Linked DNA regions of Mus musculus: regions 2, 3 and 4 are each linked to region 1. A link is a contact called in public promoter capture Hi-C data. All regions are on one chromosome and are shown on one strand. The core of a region is the stretch at or near the end of the contact, and the rest is flanking DNA. Distances in the headings are between cores, read along the strand shown.

Evidence for each region. Promoter capture Hi-C pulls out the DNA fragments that hold promoters and counts their contacts. Capture Hi-C pulls out chosen DNA fragments and counts their contacts.
Region 2: a promoter capture Hi-C map of pre-B cells shows a contact between it and region 1, with 3 times the contacts expected there. The contact joins the promoter of Alpl here to the promoter of E2f2 in region 1. A contact is called at or near these places in 2 of 39 promoter capture datasets (the C10 cell line and pre-B cells) and 1 of 115 datasets of contacts at active chromatin or transcription factors (large pre-B cells).
Region 3: a contact with region 1 is called in a promoter capture Hi-C map of pre-B cells, with 5 times the contacts expected there. The contact joins the promoter of Syf2 here to the promoter of E2f2 in region 1. A contact is called at or near these places in 4 of 39 promoter capture datasets (erythroid cells, hippocampal neurons, liver and 1 more), 1 of 115 datasets of contacts at active chromatin or transcription factors (thymic regulatory T cells) and 2 of 9 other capture datasets (adipose tissue and liver).
Region 4: a contact with region 1 is called in a promoter capture Hi-C map of adipose tissue. The contact joins the promoter of Cdc42 here to the promoter of E2f2 in region 1. A contact is called at or near these places in 1 of 39 promoter capture datasets (liver), 1 of 484 Hi-C or Micro-C datasets (B cells), 1 of 115 datasets of contacts at active chromatin or transcription factors (large pre-B cells) and 1 of 9 other capture datasets (adipose tissue).

The regions. Positions count from the first base shown.
Region 1 is chr4:136,167,771-136,175,292 of GRCm38.p6, reverse strand. It overlaps E2f2 (E2F transcription factor 2), which reads right to left and starts at 3,019. Exons shown (of 7, transcript NM_177733.7): 1 at 2,255-3,019. The coding sequence starts at 2,512.
Region 2 is chr4:137,793,023-137,800,544 of GRCm38.p6, reverse strand. Alpl (alkaline phosphatase, liver/bone/kidney) reads left to right here and starts at 4,161. Exons shown (of 12, transcript NM_007431.3): 1 at 4,161-4,303.
Region 3 is chr4:134,928,052-134,935,573 of GRCm38.p6, reverse strand. It overlaps Syf2 (SYF2 homolog, RNA splicing factor (S. cerevisiae)), which reads right to left and starts at 4,594. Exons shown (of 7, transcript NM_026780.3): 1 at 4,556-4,594; 2 at 4,290-4,394; 3 at 993-1,118; 4 at 525-642; 5 at 110-200. The coding sequence starts at 4,579.
Region 4 is chr4:137,354,481-137,362,002 of GRCm38.p6, reverse strand. It overlaps Cdc42 (cell division cycle 42), which reads left to right and starts at 4,244. Exons shown (of 6, transcript NM_009861.3): 1 at 4,244-4,357.

The DNA.
Region 1 (7,522 bases), core at 1,770-4,269:
TGGACTGCCATGTGGATAACACAAATTAAGAGGCAAAGAGAAACCCAGAAGAGCCCCCACTGTCCTCGCAGATACCAGCTGTAGGACCCAGAGAAAATGTCACGAGCCTGGCCAGAGGTGAGACTCAACAGGGGAGCTTGGGAGTCTTTGCTAGCGGACAGCAGGACCAGTGGGCAGGAAGCGAGGAGACCTAAGTCCTGGCCTGACTTCTACAGAGCCACGGTTGTCATCCCTCTGGTGGCCAGCTCCCCAACAAATCTTGCTCACCCCACACTTTGCAGCCACAAAGCAGAAGGCCACACCCAGGGTTGGGCTTGGAGCAGCTCCAGGTCACACCCTTGTAAAATGAGTAAGCAGGGGGTTAGGCCTGCCCACGGGGCACTGGGGCCCCAGCATCTGGAGATGGACCAGAGATGGTCTCTGGGCCTGGCAGGCTTTTAGGGAGTCTGATGCAAGGATGACACCCCCCCCCACCCTCCCCACTTCTTGGCCTTGTGAGTTGGGCAATGTCTTCACTCGGCTCGGTTTCCTCACCTGTAGAGAGCCTCATCCCCTAACCAAGATAACTGGTGCAGAGTGCCAAGCTGTGTCTGGCATGCAAGAGCCACTCTGGCTAAGATCCCTGAGCCCGCCCTGGGAGGACAGAGCAGACAGGTGCAGAGTTGGTGGGGAAGTTCAAAACCCCAGCTGTTACTGACACTCTACATCCAAAAGCAGGTGGTCAAAGGCAAGATTAGCCCTCCAGAGTCCCCTTTCCCAGGGGCACCTAGCTCCTAGAATGAGCAGTTCAGGGGTAAAGCCCAGCCTCATAGAGAGCTGATTTGTGGGTCACTTCGCTGGATGAACTTTGACCCTCGATTTTCCGCTTCCACAACACAAAGCTTCTTCCTGTTCAGCTTACTTCACAAGCTAACACAAATGCATGCGGCTGGAAAATGCCCAAGAGCCGACACAGCAACAGAACACCACTCATCCTCAGTTTCTTGCCCTGTAAAATGGGCATGACAACACAGCCATGCCACTTCCTGCACTCCCAGGAAAGGGATCATGGGAGGTAAAACTAAAGCTTGACTCCAAAGGCAGAAAATGAGGCTGGCTCTGCCTAGAGCCAGAGAGGTGACCACTGAGCTCTGAGCCTGCCCCAGGGGTGGAGAAAGAAAAGACAGAGCCACAGGTCGGACAAAATACCCTGGGGACACAGGGTGGTCTTATCCCTGTCCCTAGACTTACCATACCCTACAAATACCATCTCCCCTCCTTGACACCTGCTTCCAAACCTGGAACTAACAGAGGAGACAAGCCAAGGAAGATATATTTTCTAGAAGAGGAAAGGTGGGGCTGGCGAGATGGCTCAGTGGGTAGAGGAGTTTGCCACCAAGCTGAACAGCTTGAGTTTGATCCCCAGGACCCACTCTGAAAAAGAAAACCAACTCTGAAAAGTTGTGCTCTGACCTCCAAACACAGTGTGGCACAAACGGTCCCATCCCCCACATAAATGTAATTTTAAAACTTTTTTTTTTTAAGAAGAGGAAACAGAGGCCCTGACATCCAAATATACACAGTGAAGACCAGAGCTGAAACCAGCCACCCCAACCCTCCCTCTAACTCCCTCAGGCCCTTTCTCATCCATTCCCACAAACCCTGTACTACAGCCCAAACGCCACCACACCAGGCCTTCCCTGACAACACATCTCTCACTCGCGAGGTCACAGTCCATCTGAACAGGAAACCCAAGAGACGGACTACATTTGCATTGCTACTGGCTATTTCGGACGATGAGCAGGCTGTGGGGAGGACCTGAGGACAACACTTGAGAAGGAGCTGGCTAGACAACTCTGGTCCAGATACCAGGCTGGACCAGAGACCTGGGAGACCTATGCGGATTTAAAGTCACCAGGAAATCCCACAGGCCAAGCCCCTGGCCTGAAAAAGCAGGTGTTGGTTCTGGCGTAAACAATGAAAGAATGAATGAACTTAAGCATCGTCGATGCCTTGGAAGCTTCCTCAAGGTCACGCAGGCGCTAGGGGCACTGGGCTAGGTCTCCAGGCTCCCCTGACCAGTGCTCATTGCAGTCCGCGACAGCAGGCGAGATTACTTCACGGAGTCGGAAAATGAAAGGGTTCTCTCTACTGCCAGTCCCGCTTCCCCACCTCAACCAGCTGTAATCAAGCCGTAGGGCGTCCCAAGCACCCTCTCTCCTTTTTCCCCACCCAGACACGTATACGGGAAGTACAGGGGGTCCCCCAGCATTACCGGCAGCCGGCCTGCGGGTGCACATCGCACAATTTGGCCCTCGGGTCCGTGGGGAGTGGCGTCGAGGCAGGTGCCCAGCGCCACAGAGGAAGGCACCGTCTGCGTGTAAAGCGAAGTGTAGTAGGTGGTGGCGGTGGTGGCCGGGCAGAGCTGGGGGCTGCTCAGACCCGAAGGCCACAGCTCGGTGGGGTTCAGCGCCGGCAAGCTCTTTGTAGGTTGCGCCGTGGCCGGAGCCAGGGTCCGCGGCGCGCGCAGCATGGCGAGTGCGGCGCCCCCTACCCACTCGGGTCTGGCGCGCGCGCGCGGGGCACCTGCGGGCTTTGCAGCCGGCTGCACCGCGGACGCCGGGAGCAGCCGCCAATGGACGCCCGCCGGGCAAGGCCGGACCCTCCCCTCCTGGCCCGCCGCCCAGCGCTGCCGAGCTCGGAGATCGCCACTCGGAGATCGCGTGGCACAGGTGGCACTGCCAGGAGTTGGCCCGGTCCGGCTCGTGCCCCGAATATCTGGGCGTCCGGAGTCGCGCCCGTGCGTGAAAGCGTCCCGGAATGCCCACGGACCCCGCGGACACTCGTGTGCTCTGACCCGCGAAGGGTGTCCTGTGCGCCCTGCTGAGCTCTGCGTTCACCCCTCTAGTTCCCGTCCCTTGCTTGGACTCCTTTTTCTTTTCTTTCTTCTTTTTTCTTTCTTTTTCTTTTTTTTTTCTTTTTTTTTTTTTTTAGCGCCAAACTATATGCCGCCAAATTCGGATCTCCCGCGGAAAATGCCGCGCCTCGATTGGCTGCTACAATATATATAGGCTCCTCCCACCCACCCACCCCCGGAAAGGCTTAGTCTAAGAAACAGCGATTACGACAGGAGCTTAGTGGCTTAAAGGGGCCGCGACATCTGCTGACTTCAGCGTCCTCTTGTAACAGTAGGCGAAACTGAGGCAGGAGGTGCATCTGGAACACCCAGCATAAGGACCAACAGTACAGCGAAGAGCGCTGAGGAGCGGACCTCTTTTCCTTGGGGGTGGGGCCAAACATTGAAAGAGAGTCAGAGTCGGGACCTGAGTCTTGACCCTCAAGTGCATTTCCCTGGCCACAAAACCTTTTGTTTTCGCTTTGTTGCTTAGTTAGGTTAAATCATTTATTAATATATTAATTAATATAACCAATATGTCCTCTTTCTCTTCAAATGAAACCCAGGAACCTGTTCCTCCAGGCTTTAATTGGCAGAGGGGCAGGGAAGGGTGGCGCCTCCCTTTTATGTTTTTCTTCAGGAAAAAAACTAACCTCTATTGAGCGCCTACTGTACGCCCGTACAGTACACTAAGATTAGACCATTATATATGTTATGTTGTTTAATTTATCCCATCAATCCGGAGAAGTGGGATGGGTAAGACCAGGGAGTCGGAGGGGCGGGATATTGTGCCTCGGGTCATTCACAGATTCGCTGATCTGAGAATTGGCAGTCAAATGTAGGACAGTCCAGGTCGGGAGTCTTTGTTCTAGTAAAGAGCTCCTTTCCACTCTCCCAAACTCTGCCCCGCCCTTGACAGGCACAGCGTGGGTGAGGGTCCAGAGTTTGTCAGGTCATTTTCCCCAACAGGACCCAGCACTCTTCCTTCCTGAATCAAACACCTCCAGGTTTCTTCTACACAAATTTTTGTTTGTTTGTTTTTGTTTTTGTTTTTGTTTTTGTGAGACAGGGTTTCTCGGTGTAGCCCTGGCTGTCCTGGAACTCACTTTGTAGACCAGGCTGGCCTCAAACTCAGAAATCCACCTGCCTCTGCCTTCCAAGCACTGGGGTTAAAGGCGTGCGCCACCATTGACCGGCCTAAACAATTATTTTACCACAACAGGAGGGGGGGTGGGCTGAGTCCCCGTGTTAAGACCTGATCAGATCATCACAAACCAGGTAGCCCAGGCTTTCTCTTCGACATTCTTAATTCACATCCAGTCCCCTAACCCTTTTGTGAAAGCTGTTTGACAAGATTTCTTCTCCATTCTCTGGGTCTTTTTTTTTTTTCTCTCTCTCTCTCATTCCTTATGTCGGAGTCACAGAGAAATCTCATGGCACAGTATATGCAAAGCCTTCGGCACAGAGCTTGGTCCATGAGAATCGACAGCTGTTGCTATATCAGACTTGATCTGGAATACACAGGCCTCTTTAGTCTACAGTAGACCACCAAGAGGTGGTGACACATGACTTTAATGCCAGCATGTGAGAGGCAGAGGCAGGTAGATTTCTGAGTTCAAAGACAGCCTGGTCTACTGAGTGAGTTCCAGGACAGCCAGGGTTATACTGTCTTGAAAAACCAATAAACAAATAAACAAACAAACAAAAAATAGTCTGCTATTTCACTGGTCCCTTAAGTCCCAGCTTAAACTTCTCCTCCTCCCGGAAGCCTTCCCTGCCTGTTTGCCCTCTCTCACCCTGAAGGCCTTTACTCTTTGAACGTTTATTGTGGTTTGCCTCAAGCAAGACTTGGCTTTCTTGCCTTGTAAATCATTGCTTTCTATCTAAGTTTTTTTCAATGCTCTCAGTCAAGTCTCTCTCTGAATGAGGCCTGGCTTGGCATGCAGAAGGTGGATAATAAGTGTTACGACTTGCTTGTGTGTCCGGCAAAGAGAGGCAATAGTGAGTGAGATTTGAAATCAGAAAGTCTAGGGATCCCTCACAAAGTCCTGCCCACTACGTCCTAGCTGAACAGCCCTGGGCAGGTCAGCTGTGGGGCCACCTCTCGGAACCTCCATTCCCTCAACCACCCAATACAGAGAAAGCTGCTACTCGGCCTGGGGCCAAGATCTTCCCTCTCGTTCACAGGACAGTAGAAATGATGGCCACTGGTCTGTAGCAAGACCCTACCACATGCACTTCACTCTGGCGCTTCCTGATCCCCACACCATACCACACTACACTGTTATTATCCCCATTCTACAGATGAGGGCACCTGGAAGGAATTGTGGCTGAGCAGGTTTGGAGCCGAAGCAAGGCCCCAGGGCCAGGGAGGGAATGGAGGTGGCAGGGAGGGGCCGGGAGAGAAGAAGGGAGCCAGCAGCCAGTGAGGGGGCTGAGAGCCAGTTCTCTGTGGTTGAGTTTCGGGTAGTTGGGGTTGGCTTTGGAGTTTCGCTGCCTGGGAACGGATGGATTCCTGTGAGAGGTGTGGGCATGGATCAAGCAGGAACCCTGCAGCTTGAGTTCTTGCTCCTTCCATCCGTGCTACATGCTGCGATGTCAGTCCGGGTGCTAGACCTCGAAGCTTTGACTCTTACACCTTTGAAGTCGGATGGCAAAGTGGGTTTTTCTGGGACGCCCCACGGAATCCATGGAAGGGTCCCAGGTGCGTCCTCGGTGTTTGATGCAAACACCCAGCTGTGTGCTTTTATGCTTATTTTTATTGTTTGATAGTAGTCATGGTGCTTCGGAAATAGGGTCTCACTATGAAGCTATGACTAGCCTCTCTCTGTAGACCAGGCTAGCCTCAAACTCACAGAGATCCACCCGCCTCTGCCTCCCAAGTATTGGGATTAAAATCATACGCCATCAACCCGGCATGGTGGCCTGCACCTTTTAACCTCAGAGGTTGGGAGGCAGAGGCAGGCAGATCTCTGAGTTCGAGTCCAACCTGATCTACATAGTGAGTTCCACAAAACAGCCAGGGCTACATAATGAGACCCTGTTTCAAAAATCAAAAATCGAGGGGAGGGGAGGGGAGGGGAGAGGGGGTCTTCGGAGGGGAAACCAGGAAAGGGGATAACATTTGAAATGTAAATAAAGAAAATATCTAATAAAAAAAAAATCAAAGCGTGTGCCACCGTGCTTATTTTGTTGACGCCTCTGAGTTATCTTGTAACAGGTCCAGCGTGAGCACATGAAGAAACTAAGCATGAGTCATACAGGCAGTGGTTCTCAACCTCCCTTATGCTGACGGAGACCCTGTAATACGGCTCCTCATGTTGTAGAGACCCCCATAAATCAATTTCATTGTGACTTCATAACTGTGATTTTGCTACTGTTATGAATTGTGATTTAAATATCTGTGTTGTCTCGTGGTTTTAGGCAACCCCTGTAAAAGGGTCATTCAACGACCTCCCCCCCAAAGGAGTCATGACCCGACCCACAGGTTGAGAACCTCTGATGTAAAGGGATTTGACAAAAGGTTGCATAGGAATGATGACATTAAGACCAAACTCAGATCTCTGTCTCCCAAGGCACTGAAGTCTTTTTTAAAAAAGATGTACACATAAAAAGGATTTTATGTGTACAATTGCTTTGCTTGCATATTGGTTCTGGTGCCGAGTGCGTGCCTGGTGTTGGGGGAAGTTACTGATGGTTGTAAGCCTACATGTGGGTGCTGGGAATTGAACCTGAGTCCTTCACAAAAGCAACAAGTACTCTTAACAGCGGAGCCAACTCTGTGGAGCCATATACCAAGAATGTTGAACAAAGCACCAGTCTCAGAAATCCAGGCCTTGTGGTGAGCCAGGGGTACCTGGGCCGCAGAAGGGATGTGCAATCCCAGAACTTGGAAGCTGGAGGTGAAGGCAGCAATTCAAGGTCAGCCTCAACTACATAGTCTTAGGATAGTCTGGACTATATGAGACCCTGTATACATAATACATAATACATACATACATACATACATACATACATACATACATGCATACATACATACATACTGCTCACAACTGGGTACATTAGGGATGTTTCAAACCATTCACCAGACGATGAAATGGTGACTCAGGATATTAAGGACCTGCCTGAGGCACAGGGCTAATATCAAAATCCTTATCTAAGCCAGGCACAAAGAGTCTTGGAAAAGTCCCCAAACTGGTGCAAACTGCCATTCTCCATGTGGGTCATCCGCTGGTGTGTCTCCTAAAAAGTCTCTCAGATGCCTCTGCTCAAAATCCTGTTTAGCAGTCAGGTCATGATGGCACATGCCTTTAATCCCAGCACTCAGGAGGCAGAGGTAGGTGGATTGCCAGGTTCAAGGCCAGCCTGGTCTACGGAGTGAGAGAGCAAGTTCCAGGGTAACCAGGACTATACAGAGAAACCCTGTCTTGATAAACAAATAAAAAAAAAATACTGTTTATCAAAGCCAGAAATACTTGGTACAGGCTTCTCAGAGAGCCAGATGTGGTGAGTCACACCTGAAATCCTGGCACACTTAACCAGGAGGATGGCCCTAAGTCTAAGTCACCCTAGGCTACATAGCGAATACCAAACCTGCTAGGGTTAGAGAGCAAGTCTCTCATTCGTTCTCTGTCTGTCTGTCTGTCT
Region 2 (7,522 bases), core at 2,912-5,411, 1.6 Mb before region 1:
GCTCTTGGCTTGCAGCCTCTGCGGGCCTGAGAGTAGGAAGTTGTATGCTCCCTCTCCCAGCCTGGAGTCCCAGCTCACAAGTCCCTTGAGAACTAAGGACAAAAACGGGCGCACTGTTTGGTGGACAATGAGGTTTTTCTTACAGGGCGGACTCCTCCGGGCCTTTGTCAGAAGGACTTCCTCAAAGGGCAGTTGGGGCTGGAGGACAGACACCCTGTGGGCCAGGAGCTGGGAGCAGGGCTGACATATGGGGGCCTAGGGAAGTAGAGTTGTATGTGTGAGGGGACCAGATGTGGGTCTGCCCATGATGGAAAATGGTATGAGGACAAACAACCAGAGATGAGATTAGACGGGGGTGGGGGTGGGTAGGGGAGATGGGCGGATGGGGAGTGGGGGATGGGGGATGGGAGAGGCAGGATCAAATTAAGCTTAGGACTGGATGTTTGGCCCCAGGAGAGTATGTTACATACTGCATAAGAACCTAGATTATCCCCGGGTTTGGATTTTCCTTCCTGTCTGAGTGGCCAAGGCCAGCCTTCTCTTTTCTCCCTCTGTCAGGTGCTAGAGTTGGCTCTTCAGCACACCTGGATCTATCTGCTCTGGCTTCCTGCCCTTATCATCTCTGTAGCCAGTAACCTACTCACTCATGATGTGCATTGTTTCTGTCAGCTGACTCCTGAGAATGCCCCTCACCTTCACATTGTTACCATGTATCTGTACTTCCTGGAGCAGCTTTGACCACATACTCGGCACCTAATAAACCTCTGTGGAATGTGTAAAAGTGCTTAACCTGTCCTAGCGGAGCTGAATGTGTCCTCTTTTGAAGAGAGAGAATGGAGTTAGGGATGTAGCTTAGTTAGGGGAGTGTTCACCAGACAAGGGCAAGGGCCAGCACTTCATGAATTGAGCAAGATGGTCTGTTCTTGTGATCTCAGCACATGGGTGGTAGAGGCAGTAGATTGGGAGTTTAAGATTACCCCAGTGGGGCTAGAAATATAGCTCAGAGGGTAGAGTACTCACATAGCATACATGAAGCCCTGGGCTCAACCCCTAGCAGAACATACACATATGTGGTAGCACACGTGTGCAATCCCAGCATGCAATGCAGGAAGTGGAGGCAGAAGGACTATCCTTGACTACATATCAGTCTGAGGCTATCCTGGGCAACATGATTCTCAATCTCTCTCTCTCCCAGGCTGGCTTCAAACTCAAATATCTGCCTGCCTTTGCCCCCCAGGTGCTGGGATTGAAGGTGTGTGTCACCAATCTTCAGTGAGACCCTCCTCTTAAAGAGAGGGTTAGGGGGAGAGTGGTGCTAGAGAGTCTGCCTCCATGGTTACCAAATGAGGCTTACTGTGAAGAAGAGCTTTGCATCTGGTTGACAGGCACAAAGGAAGTGTTCCTCAGCCGACGGCTCAGGATGGACTTTACTGGACTTTACTCCCCATTCTGGATGTAGGGCTGCTCTGGGCGGCCTGACCCACTGTGTGGACTCAGGAAGCCATACAGCAGGCCCCTCCATCCAAATCTCCAAGTTCATTTTTATACTGAGTTGAAGGTGGGGCCAGAGGGAGCCCCGGGAGTCACAAAACCGGAGCTTTGCTTGAAACATAACAATCACACCTTTAAACACCTACCAGAGTTCAGATGTCTTTCCTACCCCCAGGGGCCCAGCTGTCTCCTCTCCTTTGTCCTTGTCCACTGAGGTCCCTACTCTAAGCTTCTGGACCCCTGGCTCTTACTTGGTATCCCTGACCCCTTTTTTTTAGATATGGTCTCTCTCTGCAGTTGTTTGGTCTTGGATTTGTGATCCTCCTGCCTCAACCCTCTGAATATTAGGATTACAGGTGTGTGAGTCAACCCAGCTGTGACTATGAAACTTGGGCCTTACTTCAAGCAGGGAGCTCATGGCATGAAGTCAATATGGACAAAGAGAAAGAACGAACAGCTCTCAGGCACGGGAGCTTGGAGGTCAGGTGGTGCCATTTCCTATTTCTCGGAATCGTACCCTGGAGAAAAGACGGCGAGAGTTCTATGTAAGGGGCTGCTTCCACCGGCTGAGCAGGCCTGGCCCTGCAGAATCTGGGCTCCATTTACAAATGTTCTGGACCAAACAGCTTAACCAGAGGTACCTTGTCAGCCTACCAACCAGCCAGGACAGAGCTAGGGCAGGGGGTGGGGTGGGGTGGGGGCGGGTTTGGGCTCCTGATGTGAAGGCCTGACCCCCCTCCTTGCATCAAAAGTGGTACCCAGAGATCAGGGAAGCAAGGGATGCTGGGAGACACCATCTCAGGTGATTGCTTCCTTCTGTGCTGAATCTGGGACCCAGGGTCTCCTGCACATAGGCAAATGCTGTACCACTGAGCTGAATTCTTCAACTGAATTCTAGAGGGTCAGAGACCAACAACAGGGAAAGTGTAGCGAAGAAGGTGGCAGAAGGAGATCAGCAGCCACTCCGATCCCTTGGAGAGTGCTTTCGATTCTCCATGAAGACACAATGGACTCAGGCTAGCCATAAGTCAAGCCAGAATTGCTCATTCTCCATGTGTGGTGTTGGGGGCAGAGGAGAGGGGCTCCGTGGTAAGAGACAGGACCCTTCAGCCTTCAGCGCCTGCTGCTTCAGCTTCTCAGCTCTGCCAATGTTGGGAAGGGGGATCATTTATGATGCGGATGTCCCTCGGCACACAGATACAATCTCCAGCCTTTTGTCATCTTGAGCCCTTTGGCGCTAGCTAGCAAGTAATTGCCAAGTGCTGTGTTCTGAGCTCACTGCTGTCTTAACTCTCAGCTCCTTACAGACGAGGACTGCCGGGAAATGACCAAAGTTTCATTTATTCACCGCCCCAATGGCTTTTGCCATTATGACCTTGCTATGAAATACATAAATAAGGAGTAATTTACCCAATACTTGGTCTCACTTTGTAAAAACATAAACTTATTTCTCAAGGGAAATTTCCTAGCACCGCTGTAAATAAACAGCATTAATTATTAAAATACAAGAACAAATGAAAACAAACCCAGGCATTCCTGGGTTTTGGCATCAGGCTCCAGTTCCGGCCCTGAACTTACCGATGAGGTCACATGTTGTCTCTGGGCCTTGCTTTTCCTCCTGTAAAATGGGCTCAATAGTAGAGCTCATATAGAAGATGCCTGGACCTAAGACGGAACTTCAGGGTAGAAGTGATCAATCCTAGGTGCCCAGGAAGATGGAGTTCAGGGAAACCTGATCTTTGCTTTCAAATCTCTGGCTGTTGGGGATTAGAGGTACAGATGGGTTTTGTCAGCTTCAGTAGCGATGATAAGACCCTCCTCTTAGGAGGAAATGAGGAAGTATTCAAATGGTGGTGGCATTCAAACCTACCTCCAGGAGTTCACAGTAGGAAACGAATCAGAGACTTCAAAACCAGACTGGCTTTCAGGGGAAGGGAGGTGGTGGCCCTTGGGGAACTGGATAAGGCCCACTGGCACCCAGCGGTTGCCTTTCCTTGTTTCCTGTGCATGTTCCAAACTCGGTCTCTTATAACTCTCCCAATAACGTGAAGGAAGAAAAACCAGGGGATAGTGTCTGCGGGTTATAGAGCCTTGGCCAGTCCCCCGAAGTCACCAGAGCAGGCCTGTGGGCCTAGACAGTCTGGCTCCACTGCCTGGGAAGTGGTCTGCCCCGGGCAGGTCCTGGGGCTTCTGGCTGGGACAGACAGAATGTCCTGAGTCCCTGTTTCTTCAGATATTAGGGAGGGAGGGCCCTGTCCAAGGGGTCTCCTTCTGCTTCCTACTGACTTAGTTAAGGGCAAAAGAGAAAGTGGATAGGAAAGGGGTAAGGGTGTGAGGCTCAGAGGTGCACATGGTGACGGACAAGGATGTGTAGGCAGAAAGACGCACAGAAAAAAGGAGCCAGGTGGGTTCACAGACGCGCAGGGTCAGGCACAGGAAGACAACCATCGAGGGACAAAGTCTCCTACAGAGAAATCAAACCTAAAGACAAGCCAGCTGCACCCTGAAGCCAGGATGAGCCGCAGGGAAAGAGAGAGGCAAGGCGGGTTACCCTGCCTGTTGCAGCCCTACGGGCCGGGTCGAGCGCCGCGCTCCCGGCAGGGGGCGCCCTGGCAACGCAGAGGCACCCGCCTGGGGCTCGGGGTGCGGGCCGGGGGCGGGGCGGCCGGGGGCGGGGAGGCCGGCGGGTGCTCGGCCAGGCCGCCTTCATAAGCAGGCGGGGGAGGTGGCCGCCAGAGTACGCTCCCGCCACTGCGCTCCTTAGGGCTGCCGCTCGCGAGCCGGAACAGACCCTCCCCACGAGTGCCTGCAGGTAAGGAAAGCATGCTGCGCCCGTGGCTTGCGCGACTCCCACGCGCGCGCTCCGCCGGTCCCGCAGTGACTGTCCCAGCCACGGTGGGGACACGTGGAAGGTCAGGCTCCCTGGGGACCCACGACCTCCCGCTCCGGACTCCGCGCGCATCTCTTGTGGCCTGGCAGGATGATGGACGTGGCGCCCGCTGAGCCGCTACCCAGGACCTCACCCTCGTGCTAAGCACCTGCTCCCGGTGCCCACGCGCCTCCGTAGTCCACAGCTGCGCCCTTCGTGGTCCCTTGGCACTCTGTCCCGTTGGTGTCTAAAGTAGTTGGGGAGCAGCAGGAAGAAGGCACGTGCTGCGATCTTTGGCGGGAGAGATCGGAGACCGCGTGCTAGTGTCTGTCTGAGAGTGGGGGAGCCCAGGAAACGGAAGGAGCCTGTGAACGGTTCCAGGCTGTGTGCAGGTGAGAGTGGGGCTGCTGCCTTGCCCAGCGCGGGTAAGAAAGGGTTAAAGGCACAGTCACAGCGGCAGGACCCAAGACGGAGGAAAAAAACCTCATTCTTACTCCCACATTGTCCATGGTAATCCTTTTCAACGCGTAATGGGCCTGAGGAAGGAAGACTTGCAAAGGACTCTGGGGTATGCCTGTGAATCCTGATTAAAAAGGAAAGCTGGCGCGGCAACTCTGGAGAGATGCTGGCAGTCTGGAGGCTGAGGATCTCTGTGAGTTCGAGGCCACTCTAACACTCTAGGAAGATTAGGTCTCAAAATCATACACACACACACACACACACACACACACACACACACACACACACACACACACACACATACATATAACAGAGGGATTATTCTCAGGCCTGAAAGAACGTTTGGCTCCAAGAAGAATTCAAAGACCCCCCCTCAGGCAGCCTCAGATTCTCAGTCTGGTTGAGAATTAGGGCAACTGTTTATTAAATGCTGGATAAGGACTGCTCTGACACCTGACAGACTACAAATAGGGACAGAGAGTTTTAGACAATGTAGGCAATGACATTAGGCATTGAACCCTGTTGCCCATTCTCCACAGCCCAGGAGATTAAGGAGAGCCCCCCCCCAGTATGCCCTTCACCCTCCAAGCCTCTCTGGTCTCCCCAGTCAGCTCTTTCCTCTCCCACTCCCTGGCCGTCTCCTGTCTCTGCCTCCTTTTCCAATTCCTGAACCGTCTCTGGTTCCCTTAGGGGAGAACACAGCTTCTCAGAAGCCTACTGGTGGAGTGAGACAGGTCTGGGCTGGTTCGCAGCCATGTCAGTGATGGTCCCATCTATATGTTAAGACTACAGTGAATCAAAAGACCCGATAGGCCAGACAGTGAGTGTCTTCGATCCACACATACTTACCAGGCATCAGTTGTGCGCTAAACTCTGATCGAGGTGCTGAGAAGGGAACAGTAAATAACGACCCCTTCCCCCCACCCAACTCATTGAGGCGAACATTGGCATAATAAATTCTTTTCAGGCTTTGAAAATTTGAGTGTCACATGGTAGAATGAAGATGACGTAGTTCCCCCAAAAAAGGGATCAAGATGTCACACTGTTGTCACAGTGAGCAGCCAGTACATAGTACTAACAAGATGGGGTGAAACTGTGTGATCTGGCCACAGCTCTGCTCTCACGGTGGCTCGGGATTCTCCTTGAGGGCGTACAGGAGCTGGAAGTCTTTGGTCTGTAGACCCTATTGGTGGGGAGCATGCTGTACAGCCTGCAACATGTTTAGCGGGTTCACATACTTTAGAAAGCAGTGGCTGTCCCTAGCTCCAGTCTCAGCAGAGATTGCATCAGTGTGTACAGGGTTATGTCACTGCCTCTGAACCCTGCGATCCTGTCAACCACCTTTGCCCAGGCTCTGCCCATTCCTTGATGGGCTGGACAGGGAGGAAGCACTCAGCCTTCCTTACTGTCACTTGGGTGTCCTCCTCCCTCCCGGACACAGCCTGGGAGGGGAGCCTGGAGCTCCCGGCTGGGAATAGCCCAGGAATCTCCTGCCACCCACCTCTACCTCATTGCCCACAAAGCCCAGCACCAGGTCCTTTCCTGTTCTATCCTGCACAGACAGGAGATGTTATCCTTTCTTGCATATGAAGAAACCTCTTGAAGGGACAGTGACCTGCCCTGGGACATCTACAAGCCACTTGGGCATCTGGGGCTGGGCCCAAGTACCTACAAGTTTAGGTTCTGTGATAGGTTCAGTGATGTCCCTGCCAGAGCATATCTGGGCTTCAGGCTTCGGGGCAGGAGAGATGGGGGTGAATCCAGGATGTGGAATCCAGGGGTAGAGTTTGAAGTTCTCAGCGCGAAGTCTATCTGACTGGGCTATTAACACAAAAACCCTGGAGCTTGAGGAGAGCCTTGTGGGTAGCGGAGCAGACTGGGCTGAGAACTTGGGCTCAGAATTCTCCACGTGGCCACAGGAATGCTGACTGAGCTTCGGAGCACAACAGCCCATCGACATTGGCACACCAGGGCTGGGCTGTGTGGTATGTTTGTTATTTTGTCACCCCCCCCTCATATTTCTGTAGCTGTTCTAACCTTCAGAATAGAGTGGGAGGCAGTAGATTGACAATTTATTATCTGTCCTGCTGTGTGACCCCCCCCAGACAAGCTTCTTTCCTCTCTTCTGTTTCCTCATCTGTGATGTGGGGTAATAAACATGGATACCAGTTGCAGAGGGCCAGCAAGATCACAAGCAGTCTATGAACATTAGGCTCCACCTACATGGATTGTTAAAGAGTTAGTAACTTAAACCAGGCAGTGGTGGTGCACGCCTTTAATCTCAGCACTTGGGAGGCAGAGGCAGGCGGATCTTTGAGTTTGAGGCCAGCCTGGTCTACAGAGTGAGTTCCAGGACAGCCAGTGCTTTGGTTCCAATTGTCAGCTCTGTGACAGGAAACAAAATGCCTTCCCTCTCTTGAATGACAGCTCATAATCGTCTCCAGCATCATTATTGATGCTCCATGTCCAAAGAACATGCCAGAGTGCTCTCTCTCTATATTTATCTGCCTTCTCATTCCCCCTCTCCACCAACATTTTGTAATTGCTCCCAGAAAAAAACCCAGGCCTAAAGTTTTCCATGCTTCAAACCCCAGCCTCGCTGTGGCATGAAATCAATTGTTTGCATTTGATTTAACGTCTCCAATGAAGGGGTAAAATTTGAGCTGAGGGTAGAGGCTGGGGGAGAAGATGAAGTTAAAGCAG
Region 3 (7,522 bases), core at 3,345-5,844, 1.2 Mb after region 1:
ATGTCTCAAATAAGTAAAAAACTCCTTTAACTAGTTTGTAAACAGGTGCCTTTAACAATCTGCTTCCACCTCCCTCCCAGATCGGTCTTGCACTCTGCCCAGGACTTACTGCTTCTCTCTCTGTCGCTCATAGCTTTCCATGTCAGGTTTGATCTGCTTGGTCAGCCGGTGATACTGGCGTAATTGGGCAGCAGCATAATCTAAACAAAATGAAAACCATTACCACTGTCCTACACGCACAGGGCACTATCCTAAGCACAGCCTCCACCCAACAGGCCGATGAGGTGGCACACTCCTGTAACACTCAGGAGGCTGAGGCAGGACCCGGAGTTTGCAGACTGCCTGGGGTATATAGACGCCTAAAGAACACAATGGCTACCACAACAAAGGCTAACTGTACACGAAGGACCAAAGCAGTCAACAGGACTTTCCTTGGCCTCCTAGAATTCTCCACGAACAAAGCTCAGCGGATATGCGCTCTCCTGAGCAGAAGTCTTGGTCCAAGAGGCCCAGGCCAGCTGTACCTGAAAACCCCAAGTCAGGGTTCTTCTTCTTCTTCCTCCTCTCCCACCTCTCAGCGTCCTCTGCGCTGATCTCCAGCAACTTCACCTTCTCGTAGTCTTCCCCTCGAGCTGCACACTCCTGCAAAGACAGGCAGCGCTACCCACTGTACTACCCACCGTGCCACCCTGCATTTTTTGTTTTTTGAGCGCAGGCTGACCTCAAACTCAAAGCAATCCTCCAGCCTCAGCTTCCCAAGTGCTGGAACTATATGTGTGACACACCATGGCTAACAATTTGACCTATTTTAAGTGAAAAAAAAAAATACTATCAAAATATCAAGTAACAGGTCATCGAGGTGGCTCAGGGGATACAGGTGTTCGCTGCCAAGCTCGACCACCTGAGCCCTGTTTCAGGAGGAGCACGGGGGTGGAGGAGTGACTCCTGTAACTCTCGGGCCCACACACATACAAAACACAATGTAGTTGAACCTTTTTCTTCTCCTCTTCCTGGAGCTCCCACTCCAGACGCGCTTTCTTGGCTTCCCAGTTTGCAGGCAACTTAAGTCTTTTGTCTTCTTCCACAACTTCCTGGTGATTCAGCTTACGAGCTTCATTCTAAAACCGTAAGAGTGAAGGCCATCAGGTAAAACAGGAGAGGGACCCACACAGACCCTGTCTTATGTGCAGTGACTAAGGGACCCCACTGCACGCAATAAAAACCCAGCAAGTGACTAAGCTCAGGAAAAGACTGAGAAGGTTTAACAGAGAGAACGAGACTGCTGTGCTCAGAGCTCTGTCGTTCCAGAGCCCGAGGGCGCCGTCACCTCTGCCTGTTCAGATGGGTGGTCCCTTGCATAAGGGGTTCAGAATAAAGGCTGACAAAGCATAACTGTACCCCGCCATAGTACAGTAGCAATCACAGACTTTTTAAATCCTCTTTATAACTGTACTTGTCTTTTCTGTGTGGACACACACATGGCGGGTGGTCTGTGTGCAGATCAGAGGTCAGCTCCCAGGCAGCAGCTATCTCCTGCCACCATGCAGGTTCTGGGGATCAAACTTAGGTCCTTAGTCTCCTCACAGCAAGAGCATCCACTGAGCATCTCGGGCCTAAGGGATGGGCTCCTTCTAACCTGGTTTGTTTTTGTTGTTTTGTTTCTTAAAGCCTCAGTTTGGACTGGAGGCTTTCATGCCTCTTTACCTCTAAACCATTCATAGTCGTTCATAGTCAGTACTCCAGGTCACTCCAAGAGAAGGGAAAGGAAGGAACGCCCAGAGCTCGCATTCAGAGGATCTTAGCACTGCGTAACACCAGCATTTCCTTTGTTTGGGTTTCTTTAGACCATGGTCTAATGCACTCTAGGCTAGCCTCAGCATCATGGTCTAATGCACTCTAGGCTAGCCTCAGCATCATGGTCTAATGCACTCTAGGCTAGCCTCAGCATCAATCTCCCTCTGTAGTCAAGGACTCCATAAACTGTCCAAGCACAGAAATGGCAGCTGCAAGCCACCAGAGTCCATTAGTCTAAGGAAAATGTAAGTTAGATATCACATAGGCCACACACTGGTGACATCTGGTCCAGGAAGGCAAGCTCCCAGCTCCAGGCGCATGGGCTGTGGACAGCCTCTCTGTAAGTCAACATTTAAGCACAATAATTTACTATTAACTCTTTCTGAACAGAAATATTTGTGGGACTGGAGTTTTTGCTTAGCATGTGAATACTGGCTGTGAATGTTGGACTATGTGTGTGTGCTGTGTATATTCACATGTGTATGGACACACGTGTGCAGGTGTGCATGCATGTGAAGGCTAAGGACTGATGTTGGGCGTATCCTCAATTGATCTCTACCTTAAATATTGAGGCAAGGATGGCCACTTGAACTCAGAACTCAGTGTTTGCTAGTCAGCCTCATTACTCTGCTTGCTCCAGAGATCCTGTCTCTGCCTCCACAGTGCTGGGATAAAAGGCAGGCCACCACACCCACCCAGTATTTATTTATGTGTTCTAGGTGTCCGGACTCTGGCCTTTAGGATTTCTGCAGCAGGTGCTTGGTCCATGATCCCCAGCACGCAGAACAGTGGTGCTCAACCTGTGGGTCGTGACAAGGGTCACATATACGATACCCTACATACCAGATATTTACAGCAGCAAAACTACAGTTATGAAGCAGCAACAAAATAAATTTATTGTTGTGTGTCACCAGAGCATAAAGAAAGCTGAGAACCACTGTTTACATTGTAAATGTTCAGAGATGCACTGTCTCATTTGTTTGTTTTGTTTTATATTCTTGGAGGCTCAAAGGCCATGTTTTAGAAAAGGAAAAAAAATAGTTCTTTTGAGCCAGCAAGATGGCTCAATGGGTAAGGGTGACTGCTACATAGCCAGATGACATCAATCCCTGGAAAGGCCACATTATGGAAAGAGAAAACTGACTTACTCCTGTTGTCCTGTCATCTACATACACTCCATGACACTTGAGCACACATACATACAAAGCCACAAATACATTTTCTTATTTCTGTGTGTGCATGCGCATGCCTTAGCCTTGTGTGGAGCTCTGTGGACAACCCTGTGAAGACGGAAGTCAGTTCTCTCCCTCCTTCCACTTCTCCCTGAGTTTCAGGGGTCAAACTCAGGTGGCCAGGCTTGTACAAGGGCCTCTAACACTGAGTCATCTTGCCAGCCCAAGAAACACTTTATTCAAGACAGGGGCTGGACTGGGCACTTTAATCCCAGCACTTGGTAGTAGGCAGAGGCAGGAGGATTTCTGAGTTTGAGGCCAGCCTGGTCTGGTCTACAGAGTGAGTTCCAGGACAGCCAGGACTATACAGAGAAAAACCCTGTCTCAAAAAAAAAAGACAGGAGCTGGAGAGATAGCTCAGCAGGTAAGAGCACTGACTGCTCTTCCAAAGGTCCCAAGTTCAAATCCCAGCAACCATATGGTGGCTCACAACCACCTGTAATGGGATCTCACACTGTCTTCTAGTATGTCTGAAGACAGCTACAGAGTAATTTTTGTAATAAATAAATCTTTGGGCCGGAGAGAGCAGGGGTGACCAGAGCAAGCAGAGGTCCTAAATTCAATCCCCAAATACCACATAAAGGCTCACAACCATCTGTACAGCTACAGTGTACTCACATACATAAAATAAATAAATCTTTAAAAAAAAAAGAGATCAAGACAAAAACAAGTCAAGCAGGCTGAAAATCTTGGCAGGTGCTAGAAGGGAGACAGTAAGAAGATATAGCATGCCTTTTGAATTATAGTCCAAGAAAACAAGCAGGTTCAGAAAAAGGGTCAGATGACCAAGCAGTCACATAAAGAAGTGAGAGGGAGCTAGCTTCTGGGAAAGAATGCTAATGTTGAGAGTGACTCGCCAGCCATGCTTACGATTTGAGTAGACATCCAAACAAGAGATGGGAAATAAGTTATACTTTTTTGAGTCTGAACTCGGAGAAAAGGGAAAGTGTGTGCTCGCTGTTTTTAAGGTGAGAAAGGTCTGATTACTATTTCTAACCAATTATTTCCCTAGATGAAAAACGAAGAATCATGGAACAAGAGGAAAAACCTAAGGTACACCCGGTAATGTGGGTGTGGCCGGGTGGAGCAGGCGGGTGGGGCTTTTGACGTGTGTCAAAGCGATCTCAACCCGAGTCCAGACCCACCGGCGGGCGGAGATCTGGTCCCGGGGACGCCGGGTCCGGAGATCTGGTGCGTGGTGCGCCTTCCTCCTCCTGCTCCTCCAGCCCTACTGCCAGCCTGGCCCGCAGCCCCGCCACTCACCCGCTTCAGATGCAGCTCACGGAACTTGCGTAGTCTCTGCTCCCGCTTCTGCGCCGCCAGCTCCTCGGCCGCCAAGGGCCTGGCTTCCGCGCCATCCGCGGGGACCTGCGATCATAACCGGCTTCAGGCTCGGCGTCTGCCAGGGGCCACGGCCCAGGCCTGGGCCCGGCACCCTGGTCTCCCCGGGAGCCGCACCCGGATCCCACCCATGTCCTCAGCCCCGGCGTCTCCCGGACTGACACCTACGCGAAGCCGGTGATACTCACCACAACTTCAGTCACAGCCGCCATTACAGCCTTCTCTCTACTTCCGTCAACAACGCTGAGCACTTCCGGCGGCCTCTGGCCCGCGGCCCAGACTCAAGCCTTCCCGATGGCGTCAGTTTCTTCCGGCCTCTCACGCTCCTTTTAGTGGGAGGGACTGACGCGTGGTATGGCTATGCGCAGGCGCAAACGGGGCGGGGCGGGGGCGGGGCCCGGGAGGGACGACAAGGATGAGGAAGTGCTCCGAACCTGTCACCACATAGAATGGGACGCCTGGTTGGGGACTGCGTATCCTGTCACCAGCTCTAAAGAACCTTGTCTCTCTTGAATTTAATCCGCATTAAGTCCCTTCCATAGAGTAGATAATTTGCTGATGTTACTAACTGTAGAAGAGCAGGGCGGGCCCCATATCGTTCACTCTCACATTCCAGCACCAGAGCAACTACTAAGGTCACTAAGATAATTCGGGAATAAGACAGGGATATATGAAACGTGTACCTTTCAAAATCGACGACTAATTAATTTTAGAAATGAAAAAGCCATCCCACGTGTAAAAATAGCTGGGTACAAATCGGCTGTGGTGGCATTCTCCTAGCGTCTCAGCCGGTGGAGGCAGGAGAATATCAAGTATGAGGCTTGCCAAGGCTACACAGTGACTTCTAGGCTAGCCAGTGCTATAAGACATGGGATATCTAAAAGCTTAAGCACTGGCAAGAAAAAAATGTAAACTGTGGGCAATTCTCTTTTGAGTCCCCCTCCCCTGTAGGAAGCTACTTCTCAAGCTTAATAAAACTTGGCTTGCGCCTGGCAGTGGTGGCACACACCTTTAATCCCAGCACTTGGGAGGCAGAGGCAGGCGGATTTCTGAGTTCGAGGCCAGCCTGGTCTACAAAGTGAGTTTCAGGGCAGCCAGCCAGGGCTACACAGAGAAACCCTGTCTCGAAAAACCAAAAAAAAGAAAGAAAAAGAAAGGAAGGAAGGAAGGAAGAAAGAAAGGAAGGAAAAGAAAAGAAAAATCCTGTCTCTGGATTAAAAGAAATGAGTGAGTTACTTGGCTGGAAGAAGTGAGGCAGGTGAGTTGAGTCTAACTAGCACACAAAATCCCCACAAATCAAATGGAAGGCAATACATACCTCTAAATGAGGAAGTTACAGCCGGCCTATTTCTTTTTTTATGTATGGGGTTTTAGCCTGCATCCATATATGCACCACCTGCATGCCTGGTGCCGACGGAGGTCAGACTAGAGTTATGGTGGTCCTGAGCCACCATGTGGGTTCTGGGATGGAAACATCTTTCCACTACAGCCAGTGCTCTTACCTACTGAGCCATCTCTCCAGTCTGTGCATTTCAGTGTAGCAGCCAGGCTTTGAATCTACTGGGACTAGTTTCAGGCAGTTGATAAAATGTGTGCCAGGAACCAAACTCGGTGCCTCTTACAAGAGCAGCCCACACTCAACCACTGAGCCATCTCCATCCTGTGATTATCTTCTCATGTCAGAGATGTTTCATTTCTATAATTGCAATTTTATATGTAAACTAGCATATACTCAATATGCCTTGACAAATCTGTCACCACCTTCAGTTGCTGTCACTGTCGTCCTCTGAATCACTTTTAATATGTCTTTGTTTCTTGAGTCTCCCTATACTGTCTGCCCGTCCTGGAACTCACTGAAGACCATCCTGGTCTTGAATTCAGAGATCCTACTGCCTCTCGTGGGATGAAATACCTGTGCCCTCATTAGCCTCAGCTAATCTTCATTTTCTGATCCTGACTGCTACCTCCAGAGTTCTGGGATAACAGACCTGCACTACCACATATGTTCTATACCTTGCTGGATATTTACCAACTAGGCTACATCTCCAGCTCCTCATTCCTCCTTTAAAAAACAAAATCTCACCAGGCATGGTGGCGCACACCTTTAATCCCAGCACTTGGGAGGCAGAGGCAGGCGGATTTCTGAGTTCAAGGCCAGCCTGGTCTACAGAGTGGGTTCCAGGACAGCCAGGGCTACACAGAGAAACCCTGACTCGAAAATCAAAAAAAAAAAAAAAAAAAATTCCAAGTATGGTGCCCCACACCCTTAATCCCAGAACCTGAGGGGTTAGAGGCAAGCCTGGACATCCAAGGCTATATGAAATAGACTGATTCACTGCTACCTTAAAGAACGGCCAAAGAAAGGGATGTGACCAGGAATACACATCTAGATGATTGGATTTTTAAGTTTTCTGTAGGGTGAATCTTTGTTTTCAAAGGATGCTGAGTCCAATTGCATGCTAATGATAGATAGGGGCATTCTTGCCACCTATACTCTTTGGGTGGTCTTAACCAGACACAGTGGCTCATACCTTTACTAACAGCACAAGGACAGTCGAGGCAGGAGGATCTCAAGGCCAGTTCAGGACCAGCCTGATCTACAATGAGTTCCAGGACAGCCATGGCTATGTATATCCTTACTCAAAGCACAGTAAAACCCAAAAAGAAAAAAAGAAAAGCAAATTTGCCTTTGTGTATGTGGCCCCTGGGCTGCCTCCAGAAGGGCTAAAATACTGTTACTGATGCTGGGTTCACAGAAACTCAGGAAGCATTCTAACCAATTGAGCTACATCCCCAGCCTACTATTTGTACTTAAGAGGCAGCTGCTAGTCACACTACAAATTGTGATGACAGGGAATTTAGTGTTTAAATAGACAGTGGCTCATTTGTTGGGAAATGCAAATACACAGGCTGGCTTTCCTGTCAATTTAACACATTTGAGGACTGAGACTTAATACTTTCTCATCCCCATTTCCTGGCAAAGCTCAGGAAACTTTCTGCCCAGTAGGGAATATTGTTATTCTCAGTAGACGCTGGACAAAGCTCAGCTTACAGGGTGAAATCCTCCTGCCTGAGGCACCCACTAGTAGGTTGTAACTCTAACAGGGAGGTGGAGGTTGAGTTCTCACCTGGTGTTCACGACCTAACCACGCCTG
Region 4 (7,522 bases), core at 2,995-5,494, 1.2 Mb before region 1:
AAACATTTCATTTATTGAGGGTGTGCTCATGCACAGGCACGCTAAAACATACCTGTGGAGGAGGAGGACTCATGGGGGTCTGTTCTCGCCATCCACCTTTCTTCAGGTTCTGGGATTTGAACTCACGTCCTCAGGCTTGTGCAGCAAGTGCTTTACCCACTGAGCCATCTTGCAGGCCCTATGGCATTCCTTAAATGAAAAGATAGCTATTTATTTTATTTTCTTATGAGTATGAGTTTTGCTCCCATGTATGACTATGTATGTGTGTGCCTGGTACCCGAGGACCTGGTCAGAAGAGGGCTTTGGATCCCCTGGAACTGGAGTTCTGGGTGGTTGTGAACTTCCATGTGGGTACTGAGAATCAAATATAGGGCAGGTCCTTTGGAAGAACAACCAGTTAGTTCTCTTAACTGAGCTATCTCTCGGGCCATCCCCATATTTAAATACAAAGTATCACAGGAGTGACTGGGAAGTTTCAGGGCTGTAGCAAAGATGGTGTGTGGAGGAGAGGAGTTGGACCATAGTGAAAAGAGGAGTGGATCTCCAGACAGGAGGAGGGGAAGCACACAAGCTGTGCTCCAAGTCTGCTGTGGGCAAGGATATCTGAGATTCTAGCCCTTGTAGAGGGGAGGCAGGAGGCTCAGGATTCTGCGGCCACCCTGAGTGGCATGAGTGTGAAGTAAGTCAGAGCAGCACAGCACCACCCTGTCAAAACCTGGGAAAACCTAATAAAGAGAGAAGAGCTTCCCTGTGGCTGGGAATCTTGAGATGGGCGTGGTATCAGGATCTGGATGAGATGGAGCCCTGGGAGTTATGTAGAGAGGCAGTAGAGTGTTGTACTGCATAGGTGTGGCACTGCATAGCAGCAGACAAGGAGGCAGGGCAATTTTACCAAGATCCTGGTGTTTGGAGTTGGTGAGATGGCTCAGTGGACACACCACACACACAATACAGAACCTTTTTTTTTTTCCCCCTCTTTAAGTCTTGGCTACAGCGCTCTGAGAAATAAGCTCAGTACCAAGGGAGGGCTTGGGAAAAAAACCCAAACAAACAGGGGAATAAAAATAGTCATGTTTGTAATAGAAACCCATGCAACCTGGTCCAGGCAGGGGAGAGTATTTGTTGGCTAATGAGACTGAATACTGAATAAAGCCCGCACCCAGTGGACAGCACAAAGCTCCTGGGTCTTGCTTTTGCATATGGCTTTGTGTGGATCCCATTCTCAGGAGTTAAGAGGCTGTCTGACATGAGTAATACCTGCCCTCAGCACCTCCATTCGTTTAACTGGACAGTTCTCACCAGGTTCTAGGACAGAGTCTCACTGGGTCCCATGCCTGCTGCTGATTCAGCATTGCAGTGATTGATCAAACCTGGGTTACACACACCCATCCCTACAGGTAGGAATGGCTTCAGGTTCATCTCTAGTGCCGCGTTAAAGCTGGGATCGAGGGTGCTGAAGAGGTGGCTCAGTGGTTAAGAGCACTGACTTGCAGAGGACCAGGGTTCAATTCCCAGCACCTACATAGCAGCTCACAACTGTCTGTAACCCCAAGATCCGACACACTCACACAGACATACATGCAGGCAAAACACAATGCACATAAAATAAAATAAATAATTAAAAAAAAGTCGGAGTTGAGGCTGCTTCAAGAGAAATGGCAATGAGAGACTATGAGAGACAAGAAGTAGATGCTTGAACCAGAACTACAGGTGAGGTAGAATTGGGCACCCTATGATAACCAGTTTTATGTCAACTTGACACAAACTAGAGTCATCAGAGAGGAGGGAGCCTCAATAGAAAAGAATGCCTTCATAAGACCAATCTGCAGGCAAGTCTATAGGGCATTCTCTCAATTAGTAACTGTCAGGGGAGCCCATTGAGAGTGAGCCATCTCTGGGCTGGTGGTCCTAGGTTCTATAGGAAAGCAGGATGAGCAAGCTAGGGGAGCAAGGCAGTGAGCAGCATCCCTCCATGGCCTCTGCATCAGCTCCTGCCTCCAGATTCTTGCCATTTGAGTTCCTGTTCTGCCCTCCTTCAATGATGGGCTACAACGTGGAAGCATACACCAAATAAACCCTTTCCTCTCCAAGTTGCTTTTGGTCATGGGGTTTCATCATAGTGATAGAAATCCTACCTAAGACACCTGCAGCCTGCCATCCTGTTCATTTAACGGAGCTGGAGCTAGGAGGACTGGGGTGTGGGAAGGAGGCAGGAGAGACTGGCGTCTGGGTTGGCAGCAAGGGATGGGGTAGATTAGGGTCAAGGAGTAACCCCACTCCAACTTGGGGTGGTGGAAAGGTCAAGGTCAAGGGTCACTTTCTGACAAAAAAAAAATCAGCCCAAGAGACAAAGTTAGTCCTTGTCCTCAGAATAGACGAGGAAAGGCCAAACACTTGGGTGACATCCCATCAAGATACAGCAGCTGGTGGAAAGGCCAGACATTGTCTGGGACATTCATGGGACTTCGAGGCAGGATAAAAGAAAGGACACAGCCAACCTGCCTTGGGAACAGAGAAAACTGTACTTTCTCTCAAGCCAAAGAAATTGATGAGGTTTTTTTGTTTGTTTGTTTGTTTTGTTTTGTAATCACAAGTTGCCATTTATGGTCATCGGAGTGGAGGGTGTGGCTGAGTGGCAGAGCACTTGCCAAGTATCTGGTGAGCCCTGGGTCCTCCCTGGCATCGGAGAAAGGCTAGACAACTTCGATCCCTATAGGGTGAGATTGCCCACATAGGGAAATGCCCACAGGGTAGAATGCAGCCTTGCTATAAGCGGGGCTTCGTTCGACACAGAACGATGTTTACAGTACAGCTTTGAAAGAAGTAGATTGCAGGCTGGGAGGTGGCTTAGAGGGCAAAGTGATTGCTGCGCAGGTGTGAGGACTTGAGTTCGAATCCCTAGGGCCCACATAAAGCTGGATGCAGGAGCACACATCTGAGGTCTCAGAGTTCTGCCTCCTTAAGACACACCCTCCTGTTTTTTGAGAATGGATGTTTTGTATCCTAGGACACTCTGAATCTTCTATGCAACCAAGGGTCACCATAGATTTTTCTGCTTCCACCTCCCAAGTGCTGGGATTACAGCCATCCATCTCAGAGCTTGGATTATGAATGTGGTAGAGGCACTAACGTGGGGCTTCGTGCATTCTTGGCAAGCTCTCTACCGACTGGGCTACATCTCCAGCCCGCAAGAGAACATTACTGAGATAAGGTTCCTCTAATGTTGGGGAGCATCTGACAGAAGGCTAGGCTCTCTATTCTCCAGCAGCTAGTACACGGCCAGAGAAGGCAGCTATTCAACAGGCGCCGAGATGACAGGGAAGAGAAGGATTTGATAGGTCAGATCCAACCAAAGGGGCCAGGGGAGAGCACTCAGGGACAGTAAATGTAGGACTTTTTTGAGGGGGAAAGTCTTTAGTTCTAAACAAAACCGAGGGTGATACTCAACTCCCACTCCAAAAACAGACAGATAAAGCTGTGCACAGCAAGTCACTTCCTCTCTCAGAGAAGCAAAGAGGCAGGCTATGGAGGGGCACGCCTATAAGCTCAGCACTTCGGAGGTAGAGGCTTAGCAGTTTAAGATCAACCTCTGGTACCTAGTTAAGCATTCAAATCCAGGCTGCGCTAAACGAGATCACGTCTCAAGTTATTAAAAACAAAACAAAACAAAACAAACCCGGTAGCCTGGGTATGGTGATGCACACCTTTAATCCCAGCACCCAGGAAGCAGAGGCAAGGGATTCTCTGAGTTCCAGGCTAGCCTGGGCTCCACAGCAAGTTTCAATACAGCTAGGGCTACCCATGGAAAGAAACTCTTGTCAAAAAACAAAAAACAACAACAAAAAAGAGAGAGACAGCTCAGGCATGGTAGTACATTTCTTGAAATATCAGAACTCTGGAAGCAGAGGCAGTAGTATTGCTGTGTTCTGGGACAGCCTGGTCTACATAGCCATTCTGGGATAGCAAGGGCTACATAATGACACCCTGTCTCAATAAAATAAACAAAAATATAAAAGTAAAACATATTTACAACACTTTTCTTCACGAAGTTGCAAGACTCAAAATAAACTTTAGTTACAACACCGTGCACATCATTGTTCATAGTTTTATTACGGATAAAAAATACCGTTAAAAGGCGCAGAGAGCCAACCAGAGCATGCAAGGAACGCAGCCCGCGCGCGTGCGCGCCAAGGGGCGGAGCCCGAGCCGCCCTCAGCCCCTTCTCTCTCTTTGTCCCTCCCACTTCCGCGGGCACCCAACCATGCGTCCCCTGCGTGCTGACGTCAGGCGCGTGCCCCTGTCCGGCAGCCGAGGAGGCCCCGCGCAGTGCTGCCAACGCCCCGGCGGAGAAGCTGAGGTGAGTGCGGGGCCCGAGAAGCCTCCCTGCGGGAGCGTCTTCTGCGCCGCCCGGTCCCCTTCGCGTGTCCCCCCCCCCCCCGTCCTCTCTCGGTTCTCGAGGATGCTCGCGGGCAGGGGCATCCCGGTGCTTGCGGGCGGTGGGCCGCGAGGGAGGGCTTGCCGGGGTCGCGTGCGCCCGCCGGCCCGGGTTCTGAGGGAAGCGAGGCGGGGTCGCGGCGAGGCTTAGGGCTGGAATGGCGGCGCGGCGCGGCCGGGGATGGCGGCGGCCGAGGGCACAGCCCGGCCGAGCTGTCAGCGGCGGCGGCGGCGGCGGCGGCGGCGAGAGGACCGGGCACACCCATCCCACCCGCTCCCCTCCCCCTCCGGCCGCCCGCGGGCTCCGAGGCCCCGGGGCGCGGGGTGGGAGACGCCCGGTCCGGACCGGGGTCGGAGGCCGGGGGCTGTCTCTCCGTTGTGGGCCTCGACTTCCTGCTTCCCCGGCCCCGCCACGGACGCGTTGCGGCTGGCGGGGGAGGGGAGCGGAACTGCGGCCGCAGGGCCGGGCCGGGCCGGGGCCGAGGTGACGGACCGGGCGGCTCTGCGCCTGCGCCCCTCGGCGGTCTCCAGCCCCGCGCCGTGTCCTCTCCTGCCCCGCGGCTCCCGGGGCTCTCCTGCCGGGGCCGGCCTCTTTGCCATCCGGGACCTGCCTAAGCACCTCCCGAAACCCCGCCTGGCCACTTACTCAGTTCCTCGTTCCTAGCAGGAAATTTTCTTTGTCGGTTATTATTACTATTTTGTAAATTCCTCTTTCCACCCCTTTAACTCTGGGAGAAATTCAGTGTGGAAGATTACGTCATCGCAGCATAAGGGGTGAGAGTTTTAACTCCTACAAGTCAGGGCTATTCAAATTAAGACAGCATCTTGCGGCCTTTGTGGGTCAACCCAGCACATTGGTTCAGAGTAAGGTGGCAATTTTTTTTTGTTGTTGTTGAAATCCTGTTGCCTGTCTTCAGGCTGCCTGAGATGCACCTAAAATACCGAAGGTTCAAAATCTTAGGTTTAAGTTATTTTGGTCAGGGAATATACACTGTCTGCAGCCACTTGTGTAGGTATGATCTTTAAAGGACCCCTTGGCTATATACTCGGGTGAATTGCAGGAGCAATTCTTTGCCACACTAATTGTGACTTACTTGATGTAAAGAACCCAACTTCAGTGCATGGTTTGAAGAATGAGGTGAAAAGAGAATTTCGTCATACCCCTGATTTGTCTTTGTTAGGATTGCAACTTCAAAGTTGCATGCTTTAGTTTTTCCATTAAAAGGGCTTTTGGATTTTTTTTTTTTTTTTATCTTGAGACAGGGTCTCCATATGTAGCCCCGGTTAACCTTAAACATAGAGGGACCTCCTAGTCTCTGCCTCTCAAGAGCTGGGCTTACAGGAATGAGCTACTTGAATTACCAACCTTGATTTTAATTTCTAACCCTAAAAACTTGAGTAATATTTTTAGATCACTAGAATGGTGTGTCCTTTGATTATAGTACACACTAGCATTGAAGAACATTAACACTGCAAAGCAAATGATATCCAGTGCATCCCTGTAAGGGTGGCTCATGTTTGAACAAGACTTTTCCCATTATTGCTCATTTGTATAGAAAATGATGTTTGTAAAATACTGGAGTGGTGGATTCAAATTGGCTTTCTGTAGTTGGTAGTTGTGGAGCTTGAATCTTCCAAAATCTTCCAAAATTTGTTAGCCTTAATGTGACATATAGGAATATAAAATTGGAATACTTACCTACTATTGTGTTTTTTTTAGCCTATATTTAAAAGGTTTATATGTGCACCATTTTTTTTTTTTTAATTAACTAGTTTGGGCTGGTGAGATGGTATAGTGGATAACAACACTTGTCCAACAGGCCTGACTACCTTAGTTGGGTCCCCCAGAACCCAAAGTGGAAGGAGTGAATCCTCTCCAAAGTTGTTCTCCATTGGGCCTTAGTGGTCCTAGCCTTTAATCCCAGCCCTGGGGAGGCAGAGGCAAACTCTTGAGTTTGAGGCTAGACTCATCTACACAGCCTGTCTTGAAGAATCAAAAACAAAAGCTGTCTTCTGATCTTCACACTCTTGCCAGTGTGTATGTGTACAAATAAATGCACACAATAATAATAAAAATTAAAAACACAATTAGTTTGATTTTGACATAAGAGATTGGCAACTGAGTATTTACAAGGAGTTTGTTTTTAAACAATTTGTTCAAGACCCTAAAGTGCCTTATATTCTGTTAAACTCTTATTTAAATTCAAGATGTTTTCATATTGAGACAATACCTGTGCTTAGTAAACACATTCCCTGCTCCGGTGATCCTTGTAAACCCATCAAGACTAAAGTTTACAAAGTTTACAAATCTTTGCAAAAAGATTTGTTTTCTTAGGAATATTTTTGTAGATTATTTTATTTCAGATTTTCATACATGTGAAACATTTTATATTTTGACCACCCTATCTCCCTCCTCTGTCCCTCAGCTCTCCCCTCAGTGAGTCCATCTCCCAACTCTTGTTCTTTTTTGTGACCCACTGAGTCTAATGCTGCCCCACATTTCTAGTTACTTTTATGATACGTATACTGCAGATTTTTTTTTTCTTTTTTTTTGGTCTAATGTACTTTTTGGAGGAGAATTGATGGGGCTTGAATGCACAGTCAAACTTTGATCTTTGATTCATAGGGCTATAATTTAAGTGGTTCTTCCATTTTAGTTTTAGTTTTTTGTTTTTTGTTTTTTTTTTTAAAGAGGATAAGGGGCATTTAATTACAAGATCTCTTATGAAAGGGAACAATTCATATTGAGTGTATTTTTCTCCCATAAACAGCTCTCTATATTCCTCAATGTAAAAGGGCTATTCTTTATTTCTCTGATACTGCCTTTTCAGTCTTTGCAGAATGTTTGCTGCCAGTTTCCCCTGATCAAACATAAGTAAGTTGTGGGAAGTCAGGGCTTTGACTTGGTATGGTTATTCTGTATCCCTGGCACCTAGGTAGGATACTGCCATACATATGGTGGGCTTTAATAAATATTTGTTGAATGAGTATATTTGGTAATAATGTCTGAGGGTTATTCATTTACTGTACATCCCGTAGGCCTTCCTGTTTGTTTCCTCAGATTTGTTTACTTATATGCCTAGTCAGC